Linked DNA regions of Danio rerio: region 2 is linked to region 1. Evidence: chromatin contacts called from public Hi-C data. All regions are on one chromosome and are shown on one strand. The core of a region is the stretch at or near the end of the contact, and the rest is flanking DNA. Distances in the headings are between cores, read along the strand shown.

Region 1 (6,311 bases), core at 1,583-4,082:
TTAAAACTACAATAAAAAAGTCAGAATTGGGAGATATTCCTTAGAAAACAATAATTACTTAAATAAAATCATCTAATTTCTGGAGAAATGAACAGCCATTTCTATCCATGAAGTATTTAGATCACACAAAAAGTTAAAAACATTGTTAACTGCTGCAGTACCTTATTTATTTCAATAGATGGTGCTGTAAGTCCATCACATCCACAACACATTCACGTAAAGGTTTGCAAGCTACATATTTGCTTCCAGTTTCAATATTTGCACGGGCTGATTCCAGACCTTTTTATCTCCTGATGGCACAAGGTGTAACTAAAATGTACTATCTATTGGCAAACCATCATCTATAGTGAATAAAACTATTTCCTATAACCTTGAATTCACCACAAGGTTTTTGAACCACATCTGGCTCCATTGTGTGGTGTTAGAACTACTGAATGAAATCCAGAAATGTTAATTCGCCCCTTTCTTTATTATCTGTTCTAAATAAACTATTCCAATGATTTGCCCTGTTCAAATTGATCACCCAGAACTTAAAAACTGTATATTCCTCATACATTTCACTTATGCTAATGGTTCAATTAAATTTCATTACGGTGTGAAGGATTACTAGGCTGATCAGTTTGAGGAAAGGAGGATTTTATAAAGAAGTTTTAAAAATGGTAATTGCTCACCAATATCCTCTTAAAAGGTTTGAAATCCGTATCCCCTTCAGACTTAAAATATCTGAACCAAAACATAAAAGCTCTGTAGTGTCGTGCTAAATGCACCTAGCATCACAAAATATGTGTTCAACTGTGTGTGTGTGTGTGTGTGTGTGTGTGTGTATTAAAACATGATTAAAACTAAATAAGTGAGAGTTGATTCTTAAGTTTTCAAAAAATAGACACTTGATTTTGGGAGTTAATAGATTTCTGTACTCCTGCATCAAACAATGTCTTAAAAAAAGGATAAGCTGAATAGATTTTAAAACATTAGGTTTTATACACTCACTGACTTATGCTACACTGAAAAAAAGGATGTCTGCAAAACTGTTGCAAACAATTTAAATGGGTTGAATTTAAACAAATTAAATGTCGTAATGTTCAATTTAATTTGTTTAAATTCAGCACAAAATAAATGCTTTACACTTAACCTAAAATGAATTGTACATACAAGGTATCATCTTTTAATCTTTTTTTTAGTGTCTAAGGATCACAAACTGCCAGATATTTGTTGTGAACATAAATTTTCACAGACAGATGCTCTTTGTTGCTGTATACACTGTAAATGCTTATATGCTCAAAAAATTTAAAGTGTTCAGTATGACCTGACTTGTTCAGAATGATCGTCAAAAATAAATAAATAAATAAATAACACATTGGATAATTTACTGTGAAACTGTAAACTACACTGTAAAATATTTGACCTTAAATTTACAATAAAGTACTGGCTAATAATTGCATTACTTTAACAGTAAGGTACTGTATGTAAATTCACAGTAAATTACTGTGAGGTACTTCATAATAACAATATTTCTGTAAATATTTATAAATATTAAAAAGTGGAGTGGTGTGATATAAGGCTGTAATATGTCCCCAACCTCCCGCAATCCCTAACCCCAACCCCAGAACCATTCAAATACAGTGTTATAGTATAATCTGATGGGATAAAATGTCAGGACACAGGAACAGCAATAAAATTAGCATCTTGAATCTAAAATAACTCTTGGTATAAAAATAGTTCTGTGAAAGAAAAAAGTCAAAATTGCAAGATATAAACCATGAATCTATGACAAAAATTGTAACATTTTGAGAAAAACATTATTTGTCAGCTATTTGTGAGCTATAAAAAAAACTCAATACAAAATTCATTATTGATAGATATAAAAAAATAACAACTTGGTGATACAAAATTTTGAAGAAATAAAGATCAGAAATGCAATATATATGCATTAAATGTGGAAAAAATAATAACAGAGTATATACAGGAATCAGAGAGTGATATTCAATACCTTTTAAGACCTTTTTTAAGACTCTTTCCATACATTTTAAGACCTTATAACCACTTTAGGTTTCAACCGGGAAACACTGGCGAGATTTTAACTTACAGTATATTTACTAAATGTTAATGTAAGAAAGTAATCCAAAACTAAAACATTGTTCATATACTGAATAAAAATCTACTAAATCTAAATAATTAAGCAGGTTAGCGCCTACAGAACTGCAGATATAATGGCAGTGCCTTGGTTACTGCAGTAAACAAAGCAGTATTTTATTGATTTCATAAACTACACAGCATCCTGATAGTCACAGAAATTAAAAATATATATATAATTTAATATTTTGCCATTGTTAATACTTTTTAAGGGCCTTAAATTTCTTTACATTGATTTATCCATTTTTGATGACTTTTTAAGGCCCGATGGACACCATAAATAACTGCAAGAAAGCAGTATTATAAATTATTATACTATAATATAAAGTATAAGTTTGCTATACTAGGCTAGATTAAAAAAGTTATAAACAAAATATTCTGGGTGGGGAAGCATTAGTTCTTAAATACAGTTGAAGTCAGAGTTTTTTTTAAACCCCCTGACATATTAACCTCCTAACTACGCAGGTTAGGGTAATTAGGCAAGTTATTGAAAAACGATGGTTTGTTCTGTAGACTATCGAAAAAATGTAGCTTAAGGGGCTAATAATTTTGACTTAAAATGGTGTTTAAAAAATTAAAAACTGCTTTTATTCTAGCCGAAATAAAACAAATCCGACTTTCTCCAGAAGAAAAAATGTCATTAGACATACTTTGAAAATTTTCTTGCTCTGTTAAACAACATTTGAGAAATATTTAAAAAAGAAACAAAAATTCAAAGGCGGTGTAAAATTCTGGTTTCAACTGTGTATACTGTTCATTTTTCGGAAAAAAAAATGGAATTACAAAATAAGAACTCTATTTTGATAAAAACTCTATTTGCAAGTTTATGTGAATCGTGATAGAAATGTACAATTTTGAGGAAAGAAAAAAAGTCAGGATTGTAAAATTCTCAAAAAAAAACAAAAAAAAACTCAATTTTGAGAAAAGTCTGAATTCTGAGATGTAAACTCATTTTGAAAAAAGTCAAAATTGCAAAATATTAACCCAAATTTGTGATTTTTCCTTTTCATCCTGTGGCAAAAACTGCCTTCCAAAAAGAGAAATATCGTTGCATCATATTAGTTCCATATGTAACATTGGTCCAATAAAACTTTCACTCTTTGCATAGTAGCTTCTGCGAACACTCGCACTTCTCTCTGTCAGTCTCCTTTGGGTTTTGTGGCAAACTTAGAGTTGAGTGGTTGTTTGTTAGTAAAGACAGGTGCAGGCCTCACCCCACCACACACACACGCACACGCACACACACACACACACACACACACACACACACACACACACAAACACACACACACTTGCACTCACGCGCACACACACACACAGTATAAACAGACCCAGTAGAAAGGGACTGGTCTGACAGAATGCCTTTTCACACCTGACTGGGCCTAGCATAGGGCGACAGGCCAGAGCTCCCAAAGCACGACACACGCGCACACACACATGGGTATCTGTACTGTATTTAACTTTGAGCCCTCTAGACTCCAGGATAGTTTAAAGGCCTTAAAGACCGTCTGTTGAGGGTGACTCAATTTAAGTACCTACACACACAAACAGAACCAGGGCAGGACCCAGAGGATGAAAGTAATGCACAAGCAGATGGACTCAGCCCAGCAGAACCAAGTGGACCTGTAGGAAAGCATCACACACTCTTTTAAAACCCTTATAAAGCCTGCAGACCCGGGCGACAGTCAGCATATGTTGTCCATGGTCAGGCACTGACACAGGCTAAAAACAGCAACTCACTTTAACAGCAAAAAAACCTGAAGCTGAACAAAACAACTGTGCAAATATTTTTCACTTCAAAAACTGATAGTAAATTTTACAATAAATTATTATAAGGAAATTGCTAGTAACACACTAAAATTATGAAAGGTAAATAAACATAATTACCATCAATATGCCAGAATTATTACACACAAAAAAACTTTTAATATGCAATCTCTTTTGAACTGTTTTCTTTCTGTTTGCTTTAAAGAGACATCTAAAACCTTGTGAATTTCTGTTCATCTTACCATCTGATGTGTTTTGTAAAGAAATTTCAATAATTCAGAAGTTTTGTAAAAGGACAAACGGTCTAATAAAAAATATTTAGTCAGTAAATAATAAACCATTTTTGTTACCATACTGGGCATATATACAGTAGTTCAATATGGCAAAAACACAACAAGCATGCTCTGCGGTGTTTAACTTTGGAAAAGTTTACACAAAATAATAGGTTTGTTCATTCTTTCTTACTTTTTCTTTAGTTTCTTTCAATCTTTTTTTGTTTATTCTTTTTCTTTCTTTATTTCATTCTTACTCTCGTTATTTTTTTCCTTTGATTTTTCTTCATTTTGTTCTTTTTTGTTCTTTCTTTCGTTCTTTTATTCTTTCTTATGTTTGTTCGTTCTTTCTTAAATCTTTTCTTTCTTTCTTTCTTTCTTTCTTTCTTTATTTCTTTCTTTCTTTCTTTCTTTCTTTCGTTCTTTCTTTCATTCCTTCTTTCTTCGTTTGTTTTTTTTTCATTCTTTTAATCTTTTTCATTTGCTTGTTTGTTCTTTCTTTTTTTGTTCCTTCTTTCGTTTGTTCGTTCTTTCTCTCGCTCTTTCAATTGTTTGTTCTTTCTTTTCTTTCTTTCTCTCTTTCATTTGTTTGTTTGTTCTTTCTTTTCTGTTCTTTCTTTCTTTCTCTCACTTGTTTTTTCTTTTGTTTTCTCTCTTTTTCTCTTTCGTTCGTTGGTTCTTTCTCTTTCTTTCATTTCTTTTTCTTTCGCTCTTTCTTTCCTTTTCTCTCTTCTTTCTTTCTTTCTTTATTCTTTCTTTCTCTTCTTCGTTCTCTTTCTTTTTAGTTCTTTTTCCTCTCTTTCTATATTTCTTTCTCTCTTTCCTCTTTGTTCTCTTCAAGTGCATACAACATTTTCTCACATTTTTACAAAAATCTTTTAAATGTCAACTTCTTAATATTTTACCTAGACAAGCTAAAAGCTCTTACGTAGTACCAAAAAGCAAAAATAAATAAATAAATAAATAAATAAATAAATAAATAAATAAATAAATAAATAAATAAATAAATAAATAAATAAATAAATTTAAGGTAAGTTATAACTTGTTGCCAGTTCTTTTTTTCATTCTGTCAAATCAAGAATTGTGGATGATCTTCTTTTGACCTGATGTGGTGTTACAATGGTGCTCTGAGTGAGGTTTATCAAAATAACTTGGTTTTTGCTCACATTTCTTTTTCTTTTTCTCTTTCTGTTTTTTGTGAGTTAATTGATTAAATAATGTATTAATATTTTTGCAATGCAGTGTTGTTAAAATCAAACTTTCTTTCTTTTTCTTTCTTTCTTTCTTTCTTTCTTTCGACTTTAAGTGGAAATTATTAAATGCTATATACAGATTATTGTAGTACATAACACCATATTGCAGTTTCCATGTTGTACATTAAAGTAATGTGTGATATTAATTAAATGCATGTACATTGAGATTGGGGTTTATATAAGAGTGTTAAGGATAAAGAATAGTTTAATGTCATTATTACAGTGGACATAAGTAACAATAAAAAAAGTTATAAACTGTATATAAAATCAGCTTAGTTAAAAAAAAAAAGAATTGTATGCTTCAATCTAAATTATGCATATACTGTATGTACGCACAAAACCATGCAAAAAGAGACACCCAAAACTGATGTTTAATTCTAAAATTGTCTGAGAAGATTTCCTCTACGATCAAAAATCTAAATATTGTGATTAAGAGAATTAAACTAAAAATATCAAAATAAATGTTTTACTTGCTTGTACATTTTAGCATTATTCTTTCATTCATGTCAAAACAATTGCAACAATTTATAAAAAACTCAGGAAATTTTCTTTTAACACTGAAGAAAGGACTCATAAAGCTGAGAAACGGTGAAACTGAGAACAATTCTTTAAGACTTTTAACCTTCCACAAAGCTCTTTAACAGCCCCGGAGGCAACATTTTCCTTTCTTTTTATTCTCCCTTCGTTCTCTTCACTCTGCCACCCCGCGCACCAGGCTAGCGCTAACGATCTGGCCTTTTCATTAGGCAGGCTAGCTAATTAGACTGTGTGTGTGTGTGACGGGTCGAGTGACTGCTTGGCGCAGCGCGATGCTGGCAGCCCATTTCATGCTTTATCACGTCTTTTAATTGACAAACAACCTGCTCTTTTCTCTTAGGCTGAGGTC
Region 2 (6,311 bases), core at 1,288-3,787, 83 kb after region 1:
AATGCAACAAAAATGTTTTTGCTGCATATTTATTGTTTTGATGCTTTTTGAACATTTATAAATTATAATTAATATTAAATAGAATAATAAGCATAAATATCTATTCCTTATTGATTGACTGACTGATATTTTATTCATTTTTTTTTTACTTAGTCCCTTTATTAATTAGGGGTCGTCACAGCGGAATGAACCACAAACTTATCCAGCACGTTTTACGCAGCAGATGCCCTTCCAGCAGCAACCCATCACTAGGAAGCACCCATACACTCATTCACACACACTATGAACAATTTAGATTACCCAATTCACCTGTAGTAGCACATGTCTTTAAACTTGTGTGAGGGAAACCGGAGCACCCAGAGGAAACCCACACGCCGCCCACTAATATTTTATCTTATTCAAAAATAATATTAATAACAATGTTTTATTTAAAAATTTTTGCAAAGTAAAACATTTTAAATCCTAAATCAATTCATGATTTATTATTAACTATTTTCACATCATTGCACACTATACACGCGTCATTTAAAGCCCACTGTAAACTCAACAGCCTTAAAATCGCAAATGCTTAAATTTTTTTCTTTACTTGAATCTGTAATTACAAATGATTGTGAGAAGTAGAAATAACATATAAAAAGAAACTACAATACACCTTTATATATTTTTAATGAACACATTCCGAGAGCAAGTTAAAGTAATGGTATTATGTAATGAATTACAGTGAGCACTTAAATGCTTTCACTTTAGTCCTCTTAAGAGTATGACAAAGCTTACAAGCTTTTTTCAGCAACAGGGCTGCCCAATATATTGTAGATTTATCATTATCAAAATAATAGCATATGCGCCAAGATTTTGTGTTGCATAAATAAGTTGTTTATCCAAATTTGGCCAATCAAATGGGGCCGTATTACATTTCAACCTGCTGTTATGCTGACCATTGTGTTTTCTCAATGTTTGCACCTTCACAGTTTTTATTAGCCTATAAGATAATTGATTATCTTATTATGATTATTACATTAATAAACATAAATAAAATTTGTCAAGAGACATGTTATAATCACAAACAAAATCACTGTAAGAATATTCAACAAAAATAACGCATGATGCATATATTTACTATATCTTGCTGAAATAGTCTGCATGATACAAAAACATCTGCAGATTTATTTGGGAACTCTACATTTGTTATAATTATTTTATGCAGTATATATAAAAGCTAAAGAAAAAAAAGACTAGGAACTAAACACAAATGTATTTTACTTACTCTCCAAAAACATAAAAAAAACAAAGATTAACAATACACAATATTGTTCTCATCATATGTTCAACACTGAGGTAAAGTTGGTTTTATATTCACATATTAATATGTGTTATAATAACTTATATACTCTATATAACTGTCCCCTAATTGTTTACCCAGCTAAGTACTTTGAATATTCTATCTGAAATCGCATGCAAGTATGACTTTAAAACAACATGAAAACTATTTAATTGAATGTAAACAATGATGTATTTTAAAAGTTATTGGCTGCTAATCTGATTTTCCTATTCAGAATTTAATAATACTTTTCTGAAATTATATTAAGGAAAATTTCAGAATATGCAAATATAAAACCAACTTAATTATTTACTTAACTTTATTTAATATGTTCAACCACCATAAATGCTAATCAAACTTACAAACAAATGCTCTAGAGCTTTCGTGACACACTTGAACAGCTTATATGAGACCAATTTAAAACAGTATAACGTACATACACTACAGTCCCTCGAAAGTGATGTTTACATGTATAACGTGGCCATAACATACATGATCTCTGTTTACAAAGCAAAGTAATATGACATAAACATAACGTTTAGTTTGGTCACTGTCAGATTATTTTACGAGTATTCGAGGACAAATATTTTGACATACTAGTATAACAATAACATTTTTATCTGTTTGTTTGTTTGCATATTTGCACAAAAGCATGTAGTTGAAATGGAGACTGTTTGACAACACCACATTAGTCCTAGACAGAGATTTGTGTCCTCAAATCCATAAAAACAATTCCAAAAAACATAAACTCATCTGATTTAACACATAAACAACACCACAGTGAATTGACACTATGCTAACTGAAAAGCTAAAGCACCCAATAAAAACCAACAACGTCAGACCATCCGCAACACTAAATATCTGCATAAAACCAGCAAGTCAACAAAACACTTGTCCTTCAACAACATTAAATGTACGCGGATATATATTTTACACGAATCTGACAAGCATGTGTTAGCTTCAGTGCTAGAAGTGCTGCTCGGAGACCCACGTGTGTTCACGTACACATGGACGCCGGCTGAGACGCGTCGCATTACTACTACACGGACACGGCGTCGTTTAAAAACATTTATAACCTCAGCTACATCAAATGGCACGTTTGAACAGGTTTACTACCAGACTGATTAAAAATCTGACCTGTTTATAAATTCCGATTTGCAACACGGGACACTACTGGCTTCCGGACTCCACAGGAACATGAAATGGTTGGCCAACTATTCGTCATCCCTGGGAAAAATGAACTAAATTTAGCACAAGCATCGAAAATTAGTGACTCTGAATATGAGGATTGTTTTAAAAAACTACAACTATGTCTGATCGTGGTGTTAATAGGAGAGCATTTGGAATATGAATTGTTCTTACTTGTATTTTCTTTTATACAAGATAGAATAAGAGCCAGTGGTCCCTGAAATGTAACCTACTGTAGGCATGAGAAAATTTTACAGAGTAGATAAAAAATTTACTAAATTTGATTCATTGTCATGAACATTGATACACGTTTAGCTTATTTTGCTATTAATAGCCTAATAATAATAATGTTTTGTCACTATTGGTTTTTAACAATGGACAATATAGTACAAAAAACTTCTTAAAAACAAAACAAGAATGATATAATTATGTACATAGAAATAGAAATAAATATGTGACCAGAAAATATAAGAACATAACATTGTTTCCTAACAAATATGAAATATGAGAACAAGTGCTCATATATTAAAATACATATTATGTGTATTGTAACTTTTTTTCAGCTCCTTCACTGTTACAAAAAAAAAAAAAAAACTTTTTAAACATATTTCAAACAATAATTTCATGACATATCAAAAGACTTAATTTAACCCCTCAACTTTCATCTCACATTTAGGTGAAGGAATAAGGAGTAAAGTTAAAAGGTAAGGATCTTTTTTTATTACACTAACCTGAGTTTTACCCTTAAAAGTAATTTATGTAAAATAGATTTACCCTCTATAGCATTTTATTGTTTCAAATTATTTAAAACAATAATTCAAAACTCTGCTTTCTATATAAAATAAATATATTAAATTTAATTTGATGCATCTCTATGTTCCCAACTTTTAAGTTCACATCTGAAATAAAAAGCCAACATTGTTACTTCTTGTAGAAGTATGTGGTTTAATTGAAATTTCATTCATTTATTAATCTTCTTTTTGGCTTATTCCCTTTATTAATCTGGGGTCGCCACAGTGGATTGAACCACCAACTTATTCAGCATATGTTTTGCGCAGCGGATGCCCTTCCAGCCTAACCCAACACTGGGAAACACCCATACACTTTTGCATTCACACACATACACTACGGCCAATTTATTCATTCATTCATTTTCTTGTCGACTTAGTCCCTTTATTAATCCGGGATCACCACAGCGGAAAGAACCGCCAATTTATCCAGCAAGTTTTTACGCAGCGGATGCCCTTCCAGCCGCAACCCATCTCTGGGAAACATCCACACACACATTCACACACACACACTTATACACTACGGACAATTTAGTCTACCGCATGTCTTTGGACTGTGGGGGAAACGAGAGCACCCGGAGGAAACCCACACGAAGGCAGGGAGAACATGCAAACTCCACACAGAATCGCCGACTGAGCCGAAGTTCGAACCAGCAACCCAGCGACCTTCTTGCTGTGAGGCGACAGCACTACCTACTGCCCCACTGCCTCGCCCACAGCCAATTTACATTATTTAATTTATATACCGCATGTCTTTGGAATGTGGAGGAAACCAGAGCACTTGGAGGAAACCCATGCGAATACAGGGAGAGCATGCAAACCCCACACAGAAATGCTAACTGACACAGCCAAGGCTTGAACCAGCGACCTTCTTGCTGTGAGGCGATTGTACTACCCACTGTGTCACTGTGACGCCTTATATTATATTATATTATATTATATTATATTATATTATATTATATTATATTATATTATATTATATTATATTATATTATATTATATTATATTATATTATATTATATTGTTATTTTAAATTTTATATTTTTACTTTTTTTATATATATATTTTATCATGCAAGTTGTGGTGATAGTAGTTACCCAAGACTTGAGCTGCCATTTAAAGATGCTGGCCTTTGACTTGAGATGTAAACTTCTTCCTATCTGTACTGCTGTAATAGAAAAAACATGCAAAATGTTCTTTTATCAGTTGCTATGTTTGGTCTCTTCTGAGGTCCACATTTACATATCTTAACAGGCTGCATATCTGTCACAAACATATCTAAATATATATCACACATGCATATTTGTGCTCTTTCTTTATTTCTTTCTTTCTTTCTTTCCTTCTTTTCTGTCTTTTTCCTGCTTTCTTGATTTTTTTTTTGTCGATTTCTTTTTGTGAAATCACAGTCTGCCTTTATCATCTCTATATAACATGAACAGAGCATGCGAATGATGTGGGAATCATTGCATGAATGCCATCTGTTTCTGAAGATGTCTCCATGCGTGTCAATGTCAGAAAAGGCCATCAAGGCACTGGATTGTTTTCCTCCAAAAGGTTAAATTTCCTAAATTAAGCCAAAATCCCACCACATATACCATATTTTGGGAGAAAGCTCTAGAAATAGTGATTGCAGCTGGAAAAGGGAATGCCTGGATGCCTGCCGTATTGGCTGTATTTGTTGATCGTTATTACTATTATTGTTTTAAAAGGAAAAAGGGAAGCATCTGTACGTCGGTTAATCTGCACAAATTCAAACCAGTCGGGTGTTGAAGATGGAGTCACAAGCGCGGATGCAGGCTTTCCCCTTCCAATATCTGATTCCACATGGCTGTTCTGCATGAGAAAGATTTTCATTTTGGGAAATGAAGCCAAATGGCCACCTTCACCAACCCCTGCATTTATATTGCTGATGTCTCCACAGCCTGCACCTCAGTGTGTTATTCAAGTGTAACATTGACCCATACTGTGCCATGATCAATATTTGAGCATACAATTATCATGACATTGAAAGTTATAAGTCTATTTAGGTGCTATATAAACATAATAGCTTTATTATGGAATCAAGCTACTGTATAGATGTCTGTTCATTTTATAATACGAAGAACCATTGCGCAAAAGTAGAAAAAATACACAAAGTATACCACACAGCAGACAATAATGAAGAAATATTGTTAACGAATTAGTTTGCCTATTTTTTAAGAGCTTGTTCACTTTCTCTCTCTCTTTCTGTCTGTCTTTTCTTTGTTAAAATTCAATCCATACTGTGCTATGATCAATGCTTTGGAATACAATTACCATAGCATTGAAGGTTATAAGTCCACTTGTGTAGCTTTATCATGACGCCAAGCTATATAGATGTCAGGGAATTTCTAATATGAAGAATCATTGCAAAAAAAGTTAATGAAAACACATACATAAAGTGTATCACATAGCAGAAAATAACAATAGGAAATGATCTTAATAAATTAGTTTGATTTTTTTTCCCTCTGTCTTTTGTTTGTGCAGATTCAACCCATACTGTGCTATAATTAGTTTTTTTTTTTTATTTTATTTGGGCAACAGTATATTTGAGTGCTATATATAAATAATCAAGCTCTAGATATTTTAATATAATGAATCATTGCACAAAAGTGGAGGAAAAAATACTTAAAGTGCAACGCAGATCAAGAAAATAATGAGTTAATAAGAAATGCTGGTATAATGAATTTGTTCAAAATTTTCCCAAGTGGTTTGTTCCCCTTTTTGTCTTTTCTTTGTGCAGAATCAATCCATACCACAATCCATCACTGTGATCAATGTTTTAGCATTTAATTATTATGCCACTGAATGTTATAAGTCTATTTGTGTGCTATATATAAACATAATGGCTCTATTATGGAGTCAAGCTATGCCTGGTGATTTTCTAATATGAAGAATCATTGCACAAAATATATAAAGTTTTTCTTTGTTTCTATGATTAATGTTTGAGCATTCTCTTATCATTTTATTGAAAGTTCTAAGTTATATTTATTTATAGT

Evidence for each region. A called contact is a pair of places that touch in the nucleus more often than the background predicts.
Region 2: a Hi-C map of an unstated tissue shows a contact between it and region 1, with 2.3 times the contacts expected there. The contact joins the promoter of zcchc7 here to the enhancer-like site in region 1. A contact is called at or near these places in 3 of 18 Hi-C or Micro-C datasets (caudal fin, embryo and an unstated tissue) and 1 of 4 datasets of contacts at active chromatin or transcription factors (gastrula embryo).

Annotation. Positions count from the first base shown.
Region 1 is chr1:23,201,214-23,207,524 of GRCz12tu, forward strand. The region is part of intron 6 of zcchc7 (zinc finger, CCHC domain containing 7); the gene reads right to left. Among named protein-coding and RNA genes, the nearest start is that of adamtsl7, 34 kb to the left of the region's middle. Within about 2 kb of position 2,833, at least 4 of the 62 cell types and tissues checked have an H3K27ac peak or open chromatin away from gene starts, as enhancers often do.
Region 2 is chr1:23,284,993-23,291,303 of GRCz12tu, forward strand. It overlaps zcchc7 (zinc finger, CCHC domain containing 7), which reads right to left and starts at 2,538. Exons shown (of 9, transcript NM_001301358.3): 1 at 2,456-2,538. The coding sequence starts at 2,517.